Regions from separate parts of the Mus musculus genome. Here all the other regions are linked to region 3. Evidence: chromatin contacts called from public HiChIP or PLAC-seq and promoter capture Hi-C data. All regions are on one chromosome and are shown on one strand. The core of a region is the stretch at or near the end of the contact, and the rest is flanking DNA. Distances in the headings are between cores, read along the strand shown. Region 1 holds the start of Gdi2 (guanosine diphosphate (GDP) dissociation inhibitor 2). Region 2 holds the start of 2810429I04Rik (RIKEN cDNA 2810429I04 gene). Region 3 holds the start of Akr1c12 (aldo-keto reductase family 1, member C12). Region 4 holds the start of Asb13 (ankyrin repeat and SOCS box-containing 13). Region 5 holds the start of Tasor2 (transcription activation suppressor family member 2).

Region 1 (4,749 bases), core at 1,722-4,221, 740 kb after region 3:
TCCTTCACTCAAAGTCCTTGACATAACAATAATATACATTTGGTATACACCCTTTTACTAGGTTCTGAAATCTCCAGCACTAAATGTCTACAAGCCAAACATTAATGCCATGTACATTCTGATATTCAAAGTTACATCTAATTTGTGGCTTTTAACTTTGACTGGGAGTCTCTTCAAGATTTAACCTAACTCAAGATTTCACCCAAGTTCTACTAATGTCATTTCTTATTGTCAACATCATTCTGCTATTACTGTGTCTATTAATGATGGTCCTATGATGATCACAAGCTACACTGATACAATTCTAAAACATTTCCCAGTATAGATCTAGGAAGGCCCAGTGAGAAACAAGGTTAGCATAGCTGTAAGACAGCAGAAACTGTTCTAAATTCTAGTTACTTATGTATCCACTACCCATTAAGAAATTCACAATTCAAGTGAAAATTTAAATAAAGGGTGTTACTTTGTTAAACAGACTGTGCTATCTTTGATACAAAATGATGCTTCTAAACTAGGCCTGTGGAAGCCTGCAGGAAGCCTCTGGGCTCACTTAGCTACACTCAACCCACCCTATTAATGGGCAAATGTGAAGTATTAGCAATGACAATATAAAAGAGAAATAATTGGCTCTCACAATATGCTGGCAGCCACAGGGCCCACTAACAGGCCACCATCACAAACTACTTACTATGCCCGGAACCCCCAATTAGGCACTAAAAAAGGTCAACCTGCAGAGAGCCCTGGGTAGTGATTAATTTAGCCATTCAAGTCTCCCCAACTGACGGGGTTGAGGGTGGGGGGTGGGTGTTCCAATGGCTGGGTGTGACAGTATGTGCCTTTTAATCCAAGCACTGACCAACTACTGGGAAGGCTAGAAGGTAGAAATATCTTTTAAATTCAGGGTCAGCCTGATCTATATAGGGAGTTCCAGTATAGCTAGGCTACAGAGAAAGATCTTGCCTCAAAAAAATAAAAGAAATTCAGTCATTCATTCAAAGTTAAGTAGATGGCCTTGTAGGTGAGCAATGATGTCTATCTCCAGTCTACTCTCTGGGCAGTCACATGTTACTGAGCCTTGAGCAGAACATCTTGGCCTTGCCTTTCATCCCAACACCCAGAAGGCAGGGATAGGCAGAGCTCTGCATTCCTGGACAACCAGAGCTACAAGGTGAGAACTTGTCAGAATTCAATAATCTCTTCTAGCAATCATTCATCACTTCAAAGAGAAAAATAAGCTTTTCCTAAAAGTATTAAAAGAAAAAAAGTAGAATAAAAAATCTTGAAGGTTTTCTCTAAAACAGTTATTTCCGAGTATTTTATCTTAAAGATATTAATTTGATTCTAAGAAATGCCAATGCAAGCTGGGCGGTGGTGGAGGCAGAGACAGGCGAATTTCTGAGTTCGAGGCCAGCCTGGTCTACAAAGTGAGTTCCAGGACAGCCAGGGCTACTTAGAGAAACCCTGTCTCGAGGAAAAAAAAAAAAAAGAAAGAAAGAAATGCCAATGCATTTCAACAAAGTCGAAAGCCGTGGGGCTCTTATTAAATGACTTGGACATTTGATGGATAGACATATGGGATCCATACATCAATGTTCCAGATGAAGTAATTTACCCATAATTTCACATTCAATACCCCCCCCACACACACACACCGCAATTGATATTCAAAATGGTCGGTTCTCTTCCCAACTCCTTTTTGCAAAAGATCAGCCCTTTTGTCACAGTGGGGGGCCGGGGGGAAAGCACAAAGTATAAAAACCTGTCTATATTTTTCCCATATTTAAGCAGATAGATACTGACGAAAACGTACTGGAGCATTAGGGACCGCCTTACATTTACATACCAGTACATTCACACTGCGCATTTATTTTCTAACCTCCCAGAAGTGTAACAAGTACAGAGAACTTAGCCTCCCCCTTCTCAAGAAACTGTGGCGGCACGCAATAAACCAAACAAAAGGGAAGCACGGGCCGGACGTGAAAAGTATTTAACAGACAAGTTTTGAGAAAATTCATTTCCCATTTCAAGCGAGTGGATGAGAGGGCAGTGAAGCAATTAGAAAAAGGGTGTTTGTTTTTTTCCTAAAGAAACTCGTTTCATGATTTTCTCTAGAAACTTAAGTTGGCCAAACTCTAGGACAAATTATCGATCAGCGATCATCCTTCTGTTTGGCTTTCTGCGCCCTGAGACTAGCTGAGTAAGCTGCTGCTGCTGCTGCTGCTGCTGCTACTCGCCACTTACATAGGAAGTGCAGGCGCCAGCAGCGACTCCCTCCCGCTCGGTCCAGGGCTTGCCTGCTTCCAAGCGGGAGAGGTCATTCACCCAAAGGGGAAGTGCAAGGAGCACAAGCTGTTTTCCCGGTCCTCTTCCTTCCTGCAGGAGGACGAGGCTGTCTCTCTCCGGCTGCTGGGCGGTTCTGCCCTCAACTTCCCAATGGGCAGGCTTCCCACGGACACGTCCCGGCTTCCACATCCTGGTTTTCCCTAACACACTACCGACGCCTTCAAATCACTGCATCCCAACAAGCCACGACCTCCCTATCCCAGACTCAACGCGGGCGAGTGGGGACGGCCCCCAAGGGGGCGCAGACACCGGCAGTTCGGGCGCGGGCGAGGCTCGTGCACACCGATGGGACCCGCCCTCGCCCCCGGGCCCGGCGGAGGCCGGCCGGCCGCGTCTCCCCGCAGCCCGCCGCAGCTCACCGTCAGGCCGGTGCCCAGCACGATCACGTCGTATTCCTCATTCATGGCGGGGAAAGGAGCGCACGCGGGGGCTCGGAGGCCGCCGTAGAGAAGGGAGCGAGAAGTCCGGCCGCTCTGGGCCCCGGGGGTCGGGGGGAAAGGGAAAAAGCGAGGAGAGGAAAAACGGAGCTGAGGAGGAGGAGAGGCCGGCCGCCACCTCAACGGGAAGAGAAGAGCAGGGAGGGGAGGGAGGGGAGGCGGGGAGAGCGCGGGGTGAGGAGAGCGAGCTCCGGCGCCGGGGCGGGGCGTGCGAGAGGCCGACGGCGCCGTCAGTCAAGGGGATCCTGCTCTCTCATTGGTGAATTTCCTTAACCCCACCTCTCCCCCCCTCGTTCCCCTCTCGCGAGAGAAGGGCGGACTGCTGCCATCTTGGCTTCCGGTTTTGCGCTTTTTTTTTTTTTTTTTTTTTAAATTTCACCCGTCTTGTGCTCCTGTGGTATGGGCGGCGACATGCGAAGCTGAGGGTCTAGTTGAATAGGAGGAACAAGGCGGAAACTGCAGCTGGGCTACCACGTGCCTGACTCTCGCGCCAAGGTGTGAGATGGAGCACGGTTGTTTAGGCTTCGGGCCACGGAGCCCAAGCTCCGCCCTTGGGACTTTGAGAGGTGTACGTGCATCGCCCTGGCCGAGCGGGGCCAAGTCGTGAGGACGCCAGCCTCTCCGAAGGTTGGCAGCCTCGTTGCCTCTGCAGCTTGGCTCCTGGCCCTGCCCCTGCCCCTGCCCGCGCGGGGCTGGGAAGACCTCAGGATTCTGTGTGCCCTGCTTTAAACTTGTATGGTTCTGTTCGAACAAATAAATGTGTTCTAAACTGGTATCCATGCTTTAGGTAAAATGTGGTCCAGAATGGCTTTCCTATATAATGCTCCGCATTCTAGCTTGTGATGCAAAGCAGGTTATAAATTTAAGAGTTGATAACCCTGGTACCCAAGCAACTGGGCTTCAACTAGTCTCTCAGGCTGAAGGCTGCCAAAATGTGCTTATAAAGGCAAATGCTGAATTGCACTATATTTTGTATGTTTGCTGTGTTTCAGCCTCTACATGCAATTACCACACTAGAGGTGGGGCTTCTGAACCATCTTTGGTGTGCTGCCTGGTTCTGGATCCTGATCCTTGTTAAAACTTTGTTGAATCTAATTAATTTCAGAGTTGTTTTGTTTTGTTTGGACAACAGAATTGTCAGGGTGCAAAGTAGACCTTCCAGTAACCCTCAGGACCATTAAAGCAACATTTGCAGGCCCCTTGGACATCAAGCTCCACTGGCTTTGAACTAGCTGTGCTGTGCCTCGGCCCTTAGCACACACCTTTAATCTTGCTGGAATACAGGCACACCCTAAGTGCACACCTTTGATTCCAAAGGTAAAACTAGTTTATTAGAAGGAAGCACCCATGTTTAACAGTGATGTCTAATTGAGTGGCTTGACTGAATCAGAGAAAGGTTTGCCAGGTTATACCCAGCTCTCAAAAGAGAGAGGGAAGGGAAGCTATTTAAGAGGCAGTACAGAAGAGGAGGAGGAAGCAGTTTTACTGTGACAGTTATAAAGGGACAGGTTGCAGAGAGGACAAATTAGACACAAGTAAAGACAGAATGAGTCAAAGAAGAGGCGAAAAACCAAAACAGATTGCTATAGTTAAAGGTCAAGCAGAGCAATTCGGAAGAAGCAGAGAGGAGCCAGATTGAATCAGTCAGCTTGGAGAGGAGTTTGAACCAGAACAGCTGAGTTGAACCATCCAGCCAGAGTTCAGAAAGAACTAGAAAGGGTGAGTTTATTCAGCAGTAAGTCTCAGAGGCTGAAAACATTCTAGGGCTACATTAGATTGTATGGAGGCTGGAAGCTTCTGCGACTAGGCCTACATTGGCAGAAAGGAGCAGTAAGTCTCCCAGATGACAGTTACACAGGAGAATAAAAGTTGCATTAAGAAGCTGGGTGTGGTGGCGCACGCCTTTAATCCCAACACTTGGGAGGCAGAAGCAGGCAGATTTCTGAGTTTGAGGCCAGCCTGGTCTACA
Region 2 (4,365 bases), core at 1,862-4,361, 800 kb after region 3:
ACTCAATAACTCATTGTAATGCTATGAAGTAGGTAATACTATAGTCATCATATACAGCTGAATAAAATGAAGCACCAGAAGTCATTAACCGTTCCAGGGTCATGCAATCAGTAAATGGGAGCAGGCGGAATCTGGACTGAAGATACCAAATATCCAAATCAACTACAGCATTTATTTAGTTAGCAATTTTTACAAAGAGCCTACTAGGTACAAGGCACAATTCTAAGTACTAGGGATAAAATTATGAATAAATCTAATGCGATCTCTACCTGTAGTTAGAAAGAGAGGGCCAAAAAGTCCAATGGGAATAACTAACAAGTGAAAAGTATATCTAATAATAAATACAAATGAGAAAAAGAAAAAATATGTAATTTAATACCAAACAAAAGAGTCAAACAACAGGAAAAGAGAGACTTGCTTCTATTTTAGGAACCAGAAGTTCTCACAAGTAAAGAACAGCAATTGAAGACAAGAGCAACTACCACCAACCAGAAGTCACTACATCTATCTGCCTGGGTAACATCCTGAAGCCCAATAGTGAGAGTCATGGGATAAAGCTTAGGTTAAGTTGGCGGCTGCCTGGTGGCAGGGAGAAGGAGCTTAGATTCAATTCTGTATGTAACCCAGAGCGTTTCGAGGATTCTGAGCACAAAAAGTGCAATCCAAGTTCTTTTTCAAAAGACCATTCTTATTCTTATGTGAGGACCAGCAAGCAAATTAAGGGCACCAGTGAGGGCACTAATCCAACAATCTAAGGAAGATAACACTAGAACTTAAGACTTGAATCTGTGCATGGTTTACAAGGAGATGAGATACTAAAGGAACCTACTACTTGTTTCTGAATTATCATTCTTCTCATACTCTTAAGTTGTGTTCAAGGAAATTTAAATTTTAAAAATCTACTAATATCTACATTGATGTTTCAGTTGACACTGTTCTTACTAGAAAAGAAGTGAAAAGTATTTTTGGTTGTTTGTTTTTCAATATTCTGTTCCCCTATGATTTATTTTAGTTTTTATTTGTGATGGGGTCTAACTATGCAAGCTCTAACTGGTCTGCACCTCACTATGTAGATCAGGTTGGCTTCAAACTATCAGAGATCCTCCTGCCTCTGCCCCCTAGTGCTGAGATTAACCAAGCCCAGTTTATACTATGATTTACAGTCTTTTATATTCTAATAAAACACTAAGAATCATACCAGCCTTCAGGATCTGTTCACTTGTAGATAGCAGGTACCTAAGGTTTCCCGTGATTAGTCTTCTTCTCATTGTATTCTTCTCTCTAGCATACCAGGCCCTATTTAGTACATAGCTACAAGAGTATGCCACAGAAAACACTTACCTAGTACCTGTAGATGCACAGTCGTGTTAAATGCCTTTCACTTAAGAACTAGTTCATTAGTCGGCTCCAAAACTGGAAAATGATGTCTTCAAACTATGAATGAAAAGCTCAAAGTCATACAACCAGCAGAGACATAATTCAAACCCATATCTAAGTCTTTGATCTTTCCACTTCAAAAGCTATTGAAGGGTGTATGTTTGACTCTATAGGTATATGTCGTCATTGGAACTTATTAGCAGTGATTGGTTGTTGAGAAGTTTTTTCTCACTATTTAGAATGTTAGTTTTCAATTGGGATGAAAGGAATGAAGTTACATATTTAAGCACATTAGCTTTGAAAATTTGTATTTTTCTACCTGAGAATCATAGAAATTAATCTTTAAGGTGAATCCCACCTTTTAAAAAGTGAACAAATATGCATTAATTACCATACAAAGGAGTAAAGTTTCAAGACAATATACAAAACGAGGTACATACTGACCTAAAAGACACAAAAAAAGAAAACAAGAGTAATTCAGGAAAAATGGCAAATAACTAGGCTAAGCAGTAAGCTGAGTGCACTCTAGTAGACTGAATTCTTGGATGGAGGGCTTCATTCAGGTAACCTTCCAAGTGTCCAGGACAGGCCGCACAGGAAGGGCAGATTCTAGCAGTATTTCCCTGGGCAAAGCCCAGTCAGTGTGAGATAACAGACTCAAACATTTAGAAAGCCCATCGAGGTAACGTTAAACTGAGCTAATGTGCACTCCATAGGAACTAGATTAAGGTATGTCTTATTCTACGCAAAGGAGGAACACGCATTCTCCAGGCAAAAACTAAGAGTTATTACATACTCCTTAAAAGTTACAAATCCTTTATATTATGTGTCCCTATTTTTATCTACATACCATTCTACATTATACCTGGTCGAAAGAAAGCAGTAAAATCCTAGACATGTTTTGTAAACAATAAAGGAACTTCTTACAGGATGGTCTGAGCTTTCCAAACCAGCCCCAGGAAGAAAGTGCTTCCAAACTGAGAGAAGTGCCCCTCTCTGTCTACCCGGACTGCTATTTTAACAGCACTCAGAAGTGTGAACAGAGCACCTACACGTGAGGAGAGGTGCCCTGCATATAAAGGAAAAGTAACGAGGAAAAAGAAGCGAGGAAAACATTGCCTTGGGATACTGACTCCGAATGTCTGAGAACAAGGCAGAGGCAGAAACCGGTGCACCTGGGATGAGCAGCGAGAGGAAGCTGGAGAACCGCATCCCGGTGGTGGTGGTGGTGGTGGGGGGGGGGGGGGGGGCTGGGCAGGCGCCCCTGCCATGATCTGCAAAAGCTGGAGGAGCAGATGCTGGAAGGCGCAGGGAATGAATGGCCCGAGATGCACCGGCGCTGGAGGAAGGAATGAGTTGTGATGCCGAAGGCTGGGCTCACAGCCAGATCCGTGGGCTCACAGGTCGGTGAACCATGCAGTGCAGGTAGTCGAGTCAGGGTGGCCATGCTGAGGCGGAAGTGGAGGGGTGGGGGGCGGCGGTCGTTCGGCGACCTTAGGCTCAAGGGCGGCGTGGCGGACCGAGGCCTCCAAGGTCAGCACCATTCCCCGACCCGCCGGCCCGGGGGTCGCTTACCTTCCGCGCCGTATCGAGACACCATATCTGGGCCTCACCTGCGCTATTCTGTGCCCACGCCTCGGCCGGGAGGAACGCCGGAGAAGTTAGCCAGTTAGCAGGCCTCCCAGATGCACCATGTTGCATCCCTCGCTCCCCAAGTCCCGGTACCAGATTCGCGCTTCCAGGATGGCTCCGCCCCACTCCTCGCCTCCGCCACGCCCCTCTAGTGCACGCCCAGCCCCCATCCTACTCCTGAGCGGGCTGTGAGCTGCTCACAGTTAGTAGGCACCATGCAAGAGGGTTGCAAGGGCAGAGGGCAAGGTGACCCAGTCCTGGTCCTCCTGCCCAGTTGCGGGTGGCATAGCCTTGGTGGTACATTGCAGGCTGGCAAAAGAGGCCTCTGTGGTATCCAATCTGAGACTCCATTGTTATTACAATAGTCTATTGTTGGAATGCTCAAACAGGAAGCCAAACAACTTCTCTCCCGAAGTACAACAGTTTCGTTCCTCCACCTTAGACATTTGAAAAGAGTTTGCAAACAAATAATCAGTACTCTTTTCAAAACTGGCTTTGCAAACCTGAGGTTTTTCTCCCAGAAAGACAGGAGATAGATATTCAAATAAAATCGCTCTCATTCTCCCTTTCTCACTCTCCTTCATAAATTCAACTTCAGTCTATCCCTAGAAAGCTACATGTTTCTCTGGACCCACAACTGAAAACATAGGTAGGGCTTAGTTTCAGGAGTTACAGACAGCTCTTAGGCACACCACCAGCAGGTCATGACCTGAAATACCACTGCGAAGAAACAAAGAAAGGAAGAAACTGAAGATCTGGGAGAATGTTATTTGACAAATTATCTCTACACAGCAGTTATTTCCACTAAGAAAACTGACAAAACTTTGCTTTTGAGATTGAAAAATGCATATGTTCCAACACAGTTCACAAAATTCATTGTAACCCAATAATTAGTCATAGCATGCATCCTGTCCATCACTCACTATAACTCATCCTTTGTGCCAATGGACAAACACACTGATTTCCTGTGTTCAAAACACGTTTAGTATGGTGAGAGAGGCAACAGCTGCAGGATAATTTCAGAGCTACCATCTGAGGGTATAATCCTTGAGGGGCATAGCTATACCATGTCAAGAAAGTAATAATCCAGGCTGAATAATTAGTTCTGTTAGGTAGGGAAACACCAGAGCAGCATGTACATGGGCAGAGAATGGAGGCCAGGGAACATCCTAGGAACTGTGAAGCATGAAGCAGAGAGTGAGGTAGGCTGCAGGGACCAGTGTATCCAGACAAAGGAAGCTTAGGAGGCAAAGGGAGGGTGGGAGAATGAAGGTCATTCAACTGTGAAGCATGAAGCAGAGAGTGACTTAGGCTGCAAAGATCAGTGTATCCAGACAAAGGAAGCTTGGGAGGCAA
Region 3 (4,617 bases), core at 114-2,613:
TTTAATTGTTGATTACTTTTTAAATAAAATTCTGAGAAGACTAAATTCAGTTCATGAGGTTTTTCTTTTTCAGTAAATAATTTACATATTCACTTTACATCTTGACTGCTGACTCTGCCCCTGGACCACACTACAGTACCCTCAGTCCTTTGCAAAGTCCCTTTCCCCTCCCTTTCGCTTCTGAGAGGGTGGATGTATCCTGGATATCCCCCGACCCAGGCACATCAAGTTTTTGCAAGGCTAGGTGCATCCTTTCCTACTGAAGTGAGAGAAGGTAACCCAGTTGGGGGGACAGATTCCACAAAAAACCTTTAGGGATAGATTTGCTCTAGTTATTGGGGGGACCCACATGAAGATGGAGCTGAACAACTACTACATATGTGGGGGGAGGGGGATAGGTCTAGCCAGACTCTTTGGTTGGTAGTTCAATCTCTGAGAGCCCCCCAAGGGTCCAGATTAGTTGGCCTTGTTGATCTTAATATAGGATTTCTACCCCCTTCAGGATGCTCAATTCTCCCCCACACAAATAATCACAAGAGTGCCTGAGCTCCATCCAATGTTTGTCTGTGGGCCTCTGCATCTGTCTCACTCAGATGCTAGATTAAGCCTCTCAGAGGTCAATTATGCTAGCTTCCTATCTGCAAGCATAACAGAGTATCGTTAATAGTGTCAGGGATTGGTGCTTGCCCATGTGATAGGTCTCAAGTTGCACCGGGTATTCCTTGGCCATTCCCTTAGTCCCTCTTTCATCTTTGTCCTGATATTTCTTGTAGATAGGGCAATTTTTGGGTTGAAATATTGTGAGGGGAGTGTGTCCCTATCATTTTAAGAACTCAATTGTGGCTTCTTTGCTAATTATGTTGTATGGTATGCAGTAGATCATTATTTTCAGTGATGCATGATCAAGTAGAGGCTTCATACTGGCCAAATGAAAATAAATGTCTTCAGTATCAAAATTATCCAATTAATCTCTTCTCTAATAATATATAATATATGAGATAAACAAGAGAAAAAACACAGAAAACAAATGCTTTATCATTATATAGTACTTTATTTGAAATTCATCCATCATATGAAAATGAGTGGCTTGCGTTCTTATTTGTGGAATACTGCTTTAAATTTCTGACTCCTCCCTTGAGTTGGTGTCCATTAGAGAGACGATAGTAGTATTTAAACAGTAGGCACACAACAGTACTGTTAACCATTAGCTAGACAGTAGCACTGATTAATCATTAGCTGGATAGCAGATAGTTAAACATTAGCCAGTGAGTAGGCATGGCTAACTTTCAGAAAGGGAATGTCCCTTGCTAACCATTTGACAGGAAGTTGATATACAATGTTTACCCACTTCCGCTTCAGGGCAACAGAAGACTCAGGAAGTGCTTAGCCAGGGGAGTGAGAGACAATGAGCTCCAAACAGCACTATGTCAAACTAAACGATGGCCACTTAATTCCTGCCCTGGGCTTTGGCACCTATAAACCCAAGGAGGTAAGAATACAGAATTCTCAGTATCTCCAGGCTAGAGCTAATCTATGTACAAGAGAGCAGATAGTTAGATTTGCCCTGCATCGGTGTCTGATTGTGTCCCCACTTGTTGACTTTTCTTATTAAATAGAGGTTACAGTAACAGCTGTAATTGGTGGCTATGGGTAAGAGACTGAGCTGGTTCCATGGGAGGGTGCATGAGGATTCAGGCAAAAGAACGGGGTCTATAAACATGCTTGCTTTTTTTCTGGGAAAAAGATCCGTGTTCCTGGTCAGTCCATAGGGAGGCATGCTTATAGGGAACATAGGAAAGGCTAAACTCTAAAGACATTTTTCCCTGGTGGCAGTTGATAGTGTAGCATATATTGAAGCTCTTGGGTACATGCCTCAGTGGCACTGGGATACTTGCTATTACTCAGTCAGTGACTACAGAGACAGGGAAAATGTTTGCTTATCTTCCCTGTTATTCTTGCTGTCAGCTAGGGAATCTGGGCTTGGCAGGATGTGGCTGTGTCCTTTTTGTTGTTTTTTTGGTTTTGGTTTTGTTTTTTTTTCTTGGATTTACTTTTCTGGCCTAGGCCTGCTTGTGAGTTTACTGTTCCCATCCAAAGCCCATCAGCTCTAAGAGAGAACTTGGCTGTGAGCTCCAGGCTTAAAGTGACAGACCCATCACCTAACAATTCTGGGCACTATGCTTTTCCTGTATCCATGCTTCACAGATTGATACAGGAGAATAAAGTCACCAGATTGCCCAACAGCTGTCTTGGTTGCAGTGTGGGAGGGGACTTATGTTTATGTCCACAATCTACAGCACCAATTTTCATTCCAAAAAGGAAAGGTGCCAGAAATGAACATGGTAACTCAGGGTGGCTTCCTGTAGATCAGTGGTTCTCAATCTGTGAGTTGGAACTCTTTTGGATTTCCAAAAGTTTGCATATAAGATATCCTGGCCATCAGATATTTACATTATGATGCATAACAGTAGCACAATTACAGTATGAAGTAGCAACAAAATCATTTTATGGGTCCCCACAACATGAGGCAATGAATTAAAGAGTTGCAGCATTAGGAAGGTTGGGAACCAATGTAGGAGACTAAGGCCTGAAACAAATATTTGCAAATACTTTGGTTTTGTTTCAGGGTAGCTATCAGCATCTCACAGTGGATGTTTACAAGAACTAAGTAAGATCTCCCATGTATAACTCTCAACTGTAGAAAACTTTCTGGAATTTCATAGTGCATCATTATGATGGGGAGAAGGAGGACCTAGTAAAGATAAATATGAGTTATTGGTATTCATTAGTGTATTTTGGATTTAGAACATGGTTGTCCTCAGAACAAAAAACATCGAGTGGACTGTTTGAGAACCTGGAGGGCCTTTCTTGTTTTCTATTCCTCCTGATACCTTTTAAATGTGTGGCAAAGGACCTCTTCCCTTGACTTCAAATGTGTCCATCTCCTTCCTGTTAGACTCCAGAGAAATCTGGAGATATACACAGGATTTGTTACTTTTGCAAAGTTGCACAATATCAGGAATAGGTCAAGGCCACTACTGTAGCCTCAGCTTTGATAACTCACAGTGTCCTTACTCTTGGATAAGGCACGGCTGGTTTCCACAAAAGGTGGTAGAAGCCAGAATTTTAGTCACTGTCTTTTATCGTGAAAGGATAGCTGTAGAGATTCTTAGGACAATGAAAAAGCCACTCTCATTTACTTTTTCAACCCTTTGTAAGTGTTGTATGATTGTATGTGTCTTTGCGTGTTGTGAACAACGTCTGAGGAAGTAAGAGGTCAAAGCCGCCCTCCAATGCTCCTGCTTCATCTGTGTGAACCCAGTGTCTCACCGAGTCTGTAGTGCTCAGGGGTGAGCTGCAGGGCTCACCTTGATGCTTCCTCCTCATGCACTGGGTCTGCATGCCATACTCTGCTTTACAAGAGAGCTGGGTTCCAAACTAAGATACCAAAGTTGTCTGCAAGGGTGTTACTGAGTGAGACATCTCCCCAGTCCACACCCTAAACCTTTAACAAAACCCCAGTCATATTGTTACTCAAATCTGGCAGTCAAGGCAATAATTTTAGATTTAATTCTAGCCATTTCTTTTTAAAACAAATAATCTTTGATTGAAGAGGCTGATACCCGAAATAAATAATCTCTAACATGATGTAGTTAAGGTACTTTAAATAAGGATATACTCTTACATTAGATGCTTTTTCCTGTTTGTATTTAGATCTCTCAGAAAAAGAGAATGGATATGTAGAAAGACTAACATAGGACAGTACTTTCTCTCCAAGTCCCTATTATTAACCTGGCCTTGCTTGGTATCTGTGATCTTTGCATTTGCATCCTTTTGTAACAGTGTCTTAGCTGGGAGTAGAAGGAGTGTCTGTGTAATTGTCCTGTCCCAAGAAGACTTCCTTGTGTTCAGTTTGCTTAGTCATCCTACTACATACATTTAGTGTGACTTTCTAGCAGGCCACTGAAGCCAGGGTGAGCATCCATCAGTGCTAGTGAGTAACCAGGATTGCATGGGTATAGACAGGCTCTTGGATGCAAATGTCTTGCTGTTAATTTAAAAAAAGACCACAAGAAAGCAATTTTGCCTCATTAGCTCAAACATGAGACAAAATATGGGCAAACATTGATTCTGTGAAGATACTTTTCTGTGACAATTACAATATCTCTGGAGATTTCATTGGGTTCTATACAATAGGAAGTGGGAATGCAAGGATTGGGGTACTAGGCTCTTTCCTAACAACTGTTCTTAGGATGACTTTGAAAGACAAACTTCTTTGTGGTATAGTCATCTCCCATCTAGGCTCACTTTGAGCTAGTTCCCAGAACAGGCATCTCTAAATGCCTCCTTCGGTTCCTTCCCTAGGTTCCCAAGAGTAAGTCACTGGAGGCTGCATGCCTAGCTCTAGATGTTGGGTACCGCCATGTTGATACTGCTTATGCATACCAAGTAGAAGAGGAGATAGGACAGGCCATTCAAAGCAAGATTAAAGCTGGGGTTGTAAAGAGAGAAGACCTGTTCATCACTACAAAGGTATAGTATGCAGATCACTGAAATATATTAAGGCAGTAAAAATTATACTACTGCATGAGAAATTGGTTAAAGATGTCAATTGCA
Region 4 (4,340 bases), core at 1,503-4,002, 650 kb after region 3:
TTCAGGCCTGGCTTATTTTCTTCATTCTGAAGAACTTGAGAAAAGGCTTCATTGGCAACCAGCCACCTTAGTTTTCTTGTGAAGGAGGTGACTTTTCACAGGGCCATGTTACAGAAAAGATATTAACGTGCTGTTTTGTTCATAAACGTGTTTATTACTTGACTATTATTTTCTTTAAACTTTTTCGGCCTCCGGTATGCTTTCAAGCTTGTTTGTCAACAAGTTCTCTTTGAATTCCTGTTTTTATTAAACAATTTCTTTTTTTTAAAGATTTATTTATTTATTATATGTAAGTACACTGTAGCTGTCTTCAGACACTCCAGAAGAGGGAGTCAGATCTCATTACAGATGGTTGTGAGCAACCATGTGGTTGCTGGGATTCAAACTCAGGACCTTCGGAAGAGCAGTCAGTGCTCTTAACCGATGAGCCATCTCACCAGCCCCACGTTTTCATTCTAACCATTCAAAGTTTCATTCTAAGCCTTGAAAAGCATCCTGAATCCTTGCTAAGACTGAACATGTCACAGGGATAAAAATGGTAAAGCCAGAGGGTTCCTAATAACACATGGAAGATCTTTTCTTTCCTTTCTCTCCAAAGACCTCATGAAGCCAAGGTGTGGTGGCACAGGCCTTTAATCCCAGCACTCAGGAGGCAGAGGCAGAGGCAGGCGGATTTCTGAGTTCGAGGCCAGCTTGGTATACAAAGTGAGTTCCAGGACAGCCAGGGCTACACAGAGAAACCCTGTCTCGAGGAAAAAAAAAAAAAAAAAAAGACCTCATGAAATCGAGAGAAAATTACATAAGCAAATGAAAGTAATCTAAAAGTGCTATACATAAATATTCTGGTTACCATTCAGCAGGAATATAATATTAGAAGTCAGAATATTACAGTTAAAGTTCCCTGTGGTGGGTTCCACTTTTACTGGAACAGTGGTACTGTTTTGGATCCAGCACCTTCAGTTTAAGCCAGAAATACAAATACCAGCAGGGCACATTTTTGGGGACACATATTAAATTTTTTAAATTACAGTGTCAAAAATAGCCAAGAACCCTAACACCCGCTAATCAAGAATATGATTTTCATTGGGCAGTGATGGCGCATGCCTTTAATCCCAGCACTCGGGAGGCAGAGGCAGGCGAATTTATGAGTTCGAGGCCAGCCTGGTCTACAGAGTGAGTTCCAGGACAGCCAGGGCTACACAGAGAAACCCCGTCTAGGAAAAAAAAAAAAAAGATTTCTCCACAAGCTATGCAGAAAATATACTTGGGAGTGGTGTTTTTAAAAAATATTTAGAGAAAATATTGTGACATATAGCCTAGGTTGGCCTAGAACTCACAGCCCCACTGTCTCTACTTTCTGAGGGTTAGGATTACAGGTAAGAGCCCTCATGCCAGGCTCTGATGCCAGACTAACCCCTATCTGAACAAAAAAATGTATGCTTAGTAGGCTTCTGTGGTTAGCCATCCACTGCCTAGTCACACGAATCAAATAGTGACCACGCTATCAGGGTCAAAGTCTTGTGCCAGCCAAGGGTGCCAAGAAAAACAGGTGCTTATTAAAGAGGCTTTGATTGTTCTGAAGGAGTTTGTTTTGAAGAAATCAATTAAAAGATCTATCTACCTTGTTATGATTGTAATTACAATCATAATAAATTGCAGCTAAATTAACTCGATTTTCTTTACATTACTTTTTTTTTTTGGTTTTTGAGACAGAGTTTCTCTGGGTAGCCCTGGCTGTCCTGGAACACACTTTGTAGACCAGGCTGTCCTCGAACTCAGAAATCCTCCTGCCTCTGCCTCCCATGTGCTGGGATTAAAGGCGTGCGCCATCATGCCCGGCTTACATTACTTTTTTTTTAACTCACATAAAGGAACATTTTGGCTTTCTTTCTTCTATTTATTTTCAAGCTATTGAAGCACAATGTCATTGTCCTTTCTATTTACCATATTATTATTTTGTAAACAAGAAAAAAAATGTACTTCTCCAAAGAATGCTCCTTTGCCTTCAAATTCATTTTATGGATTAAAACAGCCCAAAGGTACAGAGGACACTTCTTCAGCACCAGGTATGTCCCAGTGTTGGGCCATGACCTCATTCTGGAGCAGACTCCCTGGTTGCAGCTGCTGCAACCTACAGGGTATGTGTAGGATGCTTTAAGCCCCGCAAGCAATTCACTGCACCAAACGTGGTGCAGTGACCGCAGTAGGCTCCGGATGAGGCTGCCAACCAGTGTACACTTTCCAGACTCTGCGGGTGAATTGGGCAACGACCCCGCATGCTCCCCAAAGTGTGCGGTGCTCTGGTAGACTGGCGGTTCTGAATCCCATACCTGGTGCATCACAGAGAAGACCAGCTGCACAGTGCACCGGCTAGAAACAGGGCGACAGACATTAAACGTCGGTCTGAGATGACCAGGATCGTCCGGGCCCTACTCGAATCACTACACCCCACCCCAACGCCTCTGACCACCAACTTGGAACGGCGCGCGATGCCCATCTCTGGGACAAAGGCCACCCATGAGCTTGCTCTGTCCCCAAGTGCTGATCTCCTGGTCCTGACTCCAGCCCCGGTGTGGTGTCCTTGGCGGTTGCGGCGCGAAACACGTACCCACATCTCCCAGGAAGCAGCCGTCCCCGGCGCGCGGCTCCATGCTGCTCGCCCGCTGGGCTCCCCTGTCTACCGGCCTTGTGACTCAGAGCTCTGGGACCTGAGCCGGGACCTAAACCGAGACCTACCCCGGAGCGCAGGCCGCTGGGCGGGGCCTGATTGCTACCATGGCCACCGCTGGGAGTTGTAGTTTCTGTATCCGCCGCGTGCCACCTGAGCGTCCCCACTCCGCTGTCACTGCTGAAGGGTGACATGCAAATCAGAAGAGTGCAAAATATGTGTCCGTGTTGACACCAGTGAATATACGTCCATTAACAACTCCTGTGTTTGGCAGAAAAGCTTAAATCCCGGTGTCCTAGCTAAAAGATACGTTCGTATGCAAAATGTTTAGCTCCTCAAACGCGTGCCCATGTGCAAAAAGTGTTTAGCTGCCAAAACTGGCCTTCTGTGGTTTACACTGATCCCGCTGAGCAAAGTATTCAGTCTCTTCATGCCTGAAACTTTGAAGAAAACGTTTTCACTGAAGATGGTGATCAAAATGCCTAACTTCTTTCTTTCTTTCCTCTCTCTCTCTCTCTCTCTCTCTCTCTCTCTCTCTCTCCCTCCCTTCCTCTCTCCCTCCCTCTCTTTCTTTCTTTCAAAATAAATCTTAACTTTCAAATAGCTGGTATTCATTGAAGAAAACCACGTTTCTTGGTGAATGGTTTTAATCAGGTGTTTCACTAACCAGTTTAGCAGAAGGAGTTGGAGCTCTATGAGCAACCTAGCAGAAAGGAGAAACCAGTCTTCCCAGGGGGTTCCAGGTCAACCAAAAACGTGAGATACTTGGGAGACACTCTCATCTTGACCAGTACAGAGGCTCACGGAGGAAATACAACGTGACTTGAACATGATAACATCAGAATCACTGGAAATAGCACTAGAAGTCATCCTTTGAGGTAAGGATGCTTGGATGGCCGGAAACTTCATCTGCACCTTGGACCACAGGTTTAGGAGACCTTGAATGGTATCTGTTGGGAACCCGAACTTCTGGAATAAACCTTGGAATAAAATTCCAAATCTTTTAGTAAAAGGATCTGTATCTATTTGGCCATTTGTTTATCAAATTTTGGCTCTTGTGGTTTTGTTTTTGTTTGTTTTGTTTTGCAGGGGCATTTGTTTTGGTTTTGCTTTGTTTGATGTATATGTGAGTGTATGTGACTACATGTGTGTTTGCAGGTCAGAGGATACAGTCCGTGTTAGTCCTTGAGGACCTTCTGATTTGTTTGAGACGGGGTCTCCTATTCACCGCTGCACCTGGCAGGCCTGTGGGCTCTCAGAGAGCCGTCCACTTCCTCCTCCCATCACGGTGCAAGACTGCTGGAATTATGAATGACAGCTTACATTGCCCAGTTTTTCTTGAGCTCTGAGAATCCAAGCTCTGGTCCTGTCAGATGGCTCAGCAAGCCCACGACCGAGCCATCTCTCAGGTCTTGCACATGCTTCTTTGCAAGTTTTCTACGTTTTTAGGCAGATAAAAATAGGCTTCATTTTCACACATTTGCAGTGAGATTCTGTGATTCGGTATTCCTTCTTGTCTGTGTGGTAGGTCTGCATGTTTGTATTTTCTTCAGCATTTCTTTCCTGACACGGATTCTGCAAATGTGAATATAGGCTATATCGAACACATATGAATATATACATGTATATTGTACATGTGTTATATAAATGTTTGTTATAGGTTTCCTAAGCA
Region 5 (4,776 bases), core at 1,563-4,062, 670 kb after region 3:
ACCTTACATTAGTTATGGGGATAGAACACAGGTCCTTATGCTTGTCTGATAGGCACTTTGCTGACTCTTCTTAGCTCTTGGATACTATGAATATTCTTTGCTTTTTTTCACTTTCAGAGCACTCTTATTGAAGTTTTTTTTCTTTAAGTTTTAAAACGAGTTTATTGAAGAATACTTTTTTTTTTTTTTTTTTCTTTTTTGGTTTTTCGAGACAGGGTTTCTCTGTGTAGCCCTGGCTGTCCTGGCACTCACTTTATAGACCAGGCTGGTCTCGAACTCAGAAATCCGCCTGCCTCGGCCTCCCGAGTGCTGGGATTAAAGGCTTGCGCCACCATGCCCAGCTTTGAAGAATACTCTTATGAAGGCAACCACTTTTGATTTGTCATTAAAAAAAGTTACATTTCTTTATGCTGTGTACTAAAGGTCATTTAAGAGAACAGAGTCACATGCTTCTCTCTGTGGGATTCTTGGGTAGTATATATAGCACAGTGTTGTCATTTCTGTATCGTGAGAATAAATAAAAAGACTCTTCTATGTTTCTCTTCAAAAAGCGATGAAAATAACAGAAGGTGGCATAAAAAAGCCACATTTCTCTACTCATTCGGTAGTATCGGAGCCAGTATTTTTACCATCAGAGGTTACAATTTTCACTTTATCCAGTTTAATAAGTTCTGTCACCTCTCTGAATTCAACACCATTCAATACAAAAGTCCAAACATTATGGCAGAATCTCTATATGTATTTAGAGAGCCCCTAAAATTGACTCTGTTCCTGACTCTCTGAGCCAATGCTGAATTTATAGCTTTATCAAACTGAAGTAGAACTTGAAGGGCAAGCTGGGGGGTGATATGTTGAGACTGTATGAGCTCATCAAGGCTCTCTTGAAGACTGTTCCTCAAAGTTGTATTTCTGTACAACTGATATGCCATGGCTTTAAAGGAAGCAATTATTTTTTCTTCAGGCTTTCATTGGTGCCCTGAGGGAAAGTGCTTCTGCCACGCGGTAGCAGAGACAGGTAGGGAGCCCACTGCGACCACCTCCTCGGCCGAGGAAACCACAGTCCTGTGCCAGTTCTTACTGAAATCTTGAACACATTTTCACAGATGGGGTGCTTTCCACTTGTTTTCCATTCTGCTCATAAAGCTCCACCTCCAAGGTTCACTTTCATCTTTGGATTTTGACTTTTTAAACATCCCATTTTTTTGTTAAATCTTTGGTGTTTTCCTTCTGTTTTGTGTTTTTCCTTTTGTCTTCCACCTCCAACTTCATTTACTAGCATTTCATTCATTTTCGCACCATGTTATTACCTGAAATAACTGTGGTAGCTTATAATTTAATTCACCTTTACAATGAACTCAGATATGAGTAGCGTCTGTCTTTACCTTGCTGGTGACCATAATTTTTAGTTAATTATTATTTTTTTTAATTTATTTTCTTATTAGGTATTTTCCTTGTTTACATTTTCAATGATATCCCAAAAGTCCCCCATACCCACCCCTATTATTATTTTTTAAAAGATTTATTTATTATATGTAAGTACACTGTAGCTATCTTCAGACACCCCAAAAGAGGGCATCAGATCTCATTACAGATGGTTGTCATCATGTGGTTGCTGGGATTTGAACTTATGACCTTCGGAAGAGCAGTCGTGCTCTTAACCACTGAGCCATCTCTCTAGCCCTTATTATTATTATTATTATTATATGTTTTAAGTACACTGTAGCTGTCTTCAGATGCACCAGAAGAGGACATCAGATCTCATTACAGATGGTTGTGAGCCACCATGTGGTTGCTGGGTTTGAACTCAGGACCTTCAGAAGAACAGTCGGTGCTTTTAACTGCTGAGCCATCTCTCCAATCCCAGTTTTTAATATGGAACTAGCCACAAGTATACTCGCCCACTGAATGACTAAATCTCATCGTAACAAAATTTCAACCGTGGCACAAGGTCCTTGGTACTGCTTAATTTCTCTCAGCGGTTCTTATCTATAGAAAGGATAGACTTGAATTGTTACTTATAGTCACCTCAACACTCATATAAATAATAAATTTCAAGTTCGTCTGGAGAACTCCCACAATGAACTTAAGTTTTGTATGGATTTAACATTCCGCAAAATCAAACAGCAGTGAGATGTGGCACTTGGGTTAGATCAACCAGCATCACCAGAGTCACTGAAGATGACCTTCAGTTTATAGCTAGTTAACTGTCTTTACTCCTGCCAGCTAGGACTATACTCAGGTTTTCGGACGAAGTGTAGCCCTGAGCATTTACACCTTCCTTACACCAAGGGGCTTTTAAAGGCAAAACTACATCCTGGATCGCACTCAGGAGCTGCAGGAGGAGGTGTAGACCAGCAAGCAGTTTGACAGAAAGTAAGTTAGCTGTGACATCTTCGCTTCCAGTCAAGAACATCTGGGTAATTTTTCATCAAGAAAATCATTTTTAGTTAAACCTAAAATGGCCTCAGCAAGGAGACAAGATGGAAGCGTCTCTGTACTATCTTGCCCTGTCCCATTACAGCACCTGGTACAGAAAAAGCCAGAAAAGCGGCCATGAGTAACCCACAATACACTAGAAGAGGTTCCGACTGAGGAGCCTCATTTCCTGTGCACGCCTTCTAGATCCCGCCGCCTACATCTCGCGAGAAGCCAAGGAAGGCTGGGTCGTCCAATCCGGAGCTAGCTTTGCCCTCCCCCCCCTGCGCCTGCGCCTACTGGAAAAGCAGGAGCAACGTGGATGCTGGCGGCGGTCGCGCCTGCGCGTCGCTGTGCTCCTTGTGATTGGCCTTGGCGAGGCGAGCACGGCGCTTTAGTTTTCACTTTCTGTCTTCGGAGCCTGCTCTCTTTCTCCGTGCGCACGAGGTTTCACTTCCGGTCGCTGGTTCCCCGGGGGCTGGAGAGCGGACGCCTTCCCCGCGCCTGGCTTGTTTCGGAAGCGGCTTCTCGCTTGTGAGGCTGAGTGAGGGGACCGGGGCTAGCGCGCGCCCGGGACACCCGGGCTCGTGAGGCGAGGTCGGGAGACGCGGCGGAGCGAGGGGTCAGGAGGAGAAAGGGACGGGCTGGAAAAGCATGAGGAGGACACCGAGTGGTGAGCTCGTCTCTTCAGGGAAGGCGGCCGCGCCGGCGACAGGTAACGCTCCTTCCCTCAGGTGTTGGGGCGTCCGGGGCGAGGACCCCCGTGGGGAAGCAAGAGCGTGGCTGGCTCGCGGGGCGCGTACTGGTGGGCGGGCAGGGCGGCGCGGGGGGCCACTGGGCAGACGCCTCGGTCGCCCGGGATGCGGGACCCTCCCAACCCCCGCTCCTCCGCTCAGCTCCGCCTTGCAGAAGCTAAGGTTAGACGGGGTTTCCACCGAGCCCGTGGCGGTCGTCCGGATGGGTGTCTGCGTTCCGAGGCGGAAAGCCCGGCGCGGTTTGTTTTGTGACACCGGTCACAGAGCAGCTCCATCCCCCCAAGGGATGGATGGGATCCTTCTGCACTGAAGTTTTCCCTTGCCTGGGGTTGGCCTAGCTCATCCCCCTGAGGGGTTTTGGGGAAACCCTCAGGTCGGAGTTCGGGGTTCTGTAGAATCTATGGCAACGCACGGCATGGTTTAACTTCTTTATTACGTATAAGTGGGCCTGCCCATATGGAAGACAGCAGCCGACGGCTGCAGCAGCGGTGAAGGGATCTGCCAGTACGCTGGCCCCGAGGTTGGTTAGAGGGGAGCACCAACCGGCACTTGGTAGGAAACCGTGGCTTAACTTTCAAAACTGGAGCTATTTCGGAAGATCTCGAGTCTCCCTTAATCTCCGTTTACCAGTTTGACGCGCCTCTTGTTAAGCTCCTCCCCCCTGTATTCTTTCTGAAGGGAAACTTAGAACTGGGAAGCGAATGAAAGTCTTTCCTAAATCTCTATAATAAACAACCTGAGGACTCAACAGTGTTTCCCCTTAGAAGAGCAAAAGGAAGGCGGGGTGAATATGTCATAGTATAGAATCTGAGATTGTTGGAAATCCTACCGAAGAGGTTTAGGACAAAGCACATATACCTGATAGTGTAAGCGAATACCTCCCGTATTGGGAAATTGTTTGGTAAAGGGTAGCTCCAGTGTTACCAGTGTATATCAATACCTAGCGAGCCCAAGTTAGAAAAAAAAAAAACACGAATATTTGTCAATAATTAGTTTTAAAGAAGATGATGTTTGAGTGTGTTGCCAATTTGTTTCCTACTTTTTTTTTTTTAAATAAGAAAGATAAATGGCATCTCTCTGGTTCAAACATTTAAGTAAATTGAAATTTGAAAACTGCCAGGAAACTTGCCTGATACTACTTGTTACCTGTAGCATATCTGATTAGCACAAATATTATTGGATATGTTTATCCTTTGTGTCTTGTCAGTGGACATTTTTAAGATTTTCTTCTTTACAGAGCTGTGTTTTTCCCCTGCAGCTATTGTAAGCAGGGTTTAGGTGATGATAACTGTAGAATTAAATTCTTATGATAATTCTAGACACACTGTTAAATGCCTTGGGATGATTTTATTTTTTTAATGTTCATTCCCCTTAGGTATGGTTTTTATTACTCTGCTACTGGATGGTAGCACTGTTTTCTAAACATCTTAACCCATCCAATAATAGGGGGAAATTTTTTAAACTTTTTTTTTTTTGAATTATTTATTTTATGTATGTGAGTACACTGTAGCTGTCTTCAGACCAGAAGAGGGCATCAGATTCCATTACAGATGGTTGTGAGCCACCATGTGGTTGCTGGGATTTGAACTCAGGACCTTCGAAAGAG

Evidence for each region. Promoter capture Hi-C pulls out the DNA fragments that hold promoters and counts their contacts. HiChIP or PLAC-seq counts read pairs in DNA pulled down with a chosen protein or histone mark.
Region 1: a contact with region 3 is called in an H3K27ac HiChIP or PLAC-seq map of extraembryonic endoderm stem cells, with 10 times the contacts expected there. The contact joins the promoter of Gdi2 here to the promoter of Akr1c12 in region 3. A contact is called at or near these places in 3 of 39 promoter capture datasets (cranial neural crest and liver) and 1 of 115 datasets of contacts at active chromatin or transcription factors (extraembryonic endoderm stem cells).
Region 2: a promoter capture Hi-C map of hippocampal neurons shows a contact between it and region 3, with 2.8 times the contacts expected there. The contact joins the promoter of 2810429I04Rik here to the promoter of Akr1c12 in region 3.
Region 4: a promoter capture Hi-C map of liver shows a contact between it and region 3, with 3 times the contacts expected there. The contact joins the promoter of Asb13 here to the promoter of Akr1c12 in region 3. A contact is called at or near these places in 11 of 39 promoter capture datasets (the 3T3-L1 cell line, 3T3-L1-derived adipocytes, the HPC-7 cell line and 6 more).
Region 5: a contact with region 3 is called in a promoter capture Hi-C map of the HPC-7 cell line. The contact joins the promoter of Tasor2 here to the promoter of Akr1c12 in region 3. A contact is called at or near these places in 7 of 39 promoter capture datasets (the 3T3-L1 cell line, 3T3-L1-derived adipocytes, the HPC-7 cell line and 3 more).

What each region holds. Positions count from the first base shown.
Region 1 is chr13:3,536,297-3,541,045 of GRCm38.p6, reverse strand. Gdi2 (guanosine diphosphate (GDP) dissociation inhibitor 2) reads right to left here and starts at 2,971. Exons shown (of 11, transcript NM_008112.4): 1 at 2,703-2,971. The coding sequence starts at 2,747.
Region 2 is chr13:3,476,978-3,481,342 of GRCm38.p6, reverse strand. It overlaps 2810429I04Rik (RIKEN cDNA 2810429I04 gene), which reads right to left and starts at 3,111. Exons shown (of 7, transcript NR_045363.2): 1 at 2,991-3,111; 2 at 1,769-1,821; 3 at 1,342-1,434.
Region 3 is chr13:4,276,145-4,280,761 of GRCm38.p6, reverse strand. It overlaps Akr1c12 (aldo-keto reductase family 1, member C12), which reads left to right and starts at 1,363. Exons shown (of 9, transcript NM_013777.2): 1 at 1,363-1,489; 2 at 4,366-4,533. The coding sequence starts at 1,406.
Region 4 is chr13:3,632,444-3,636,783 of GRCm38.p6, reverse strand. It overlaps Asb13 (ankyrin repeat and SOCS box-containing 13), which reads right to left and starts at 2,752. Exons shown (of 6, transcript NM_178283.4): 1 at 2,609-2,752. The coding sequence starts at 2,651.
Region 5 is chr13:3,609,144-3,613,919 of GRCm38.p6, reverse strand. Tasor2 (transcription activation suppressor family member 2) reads left to right here and starts at 2,812. Exons shown (of 20, transcript NM_134063.3): 1 at 2,812-3,130. It also overlaps the pseudogene Gm20277.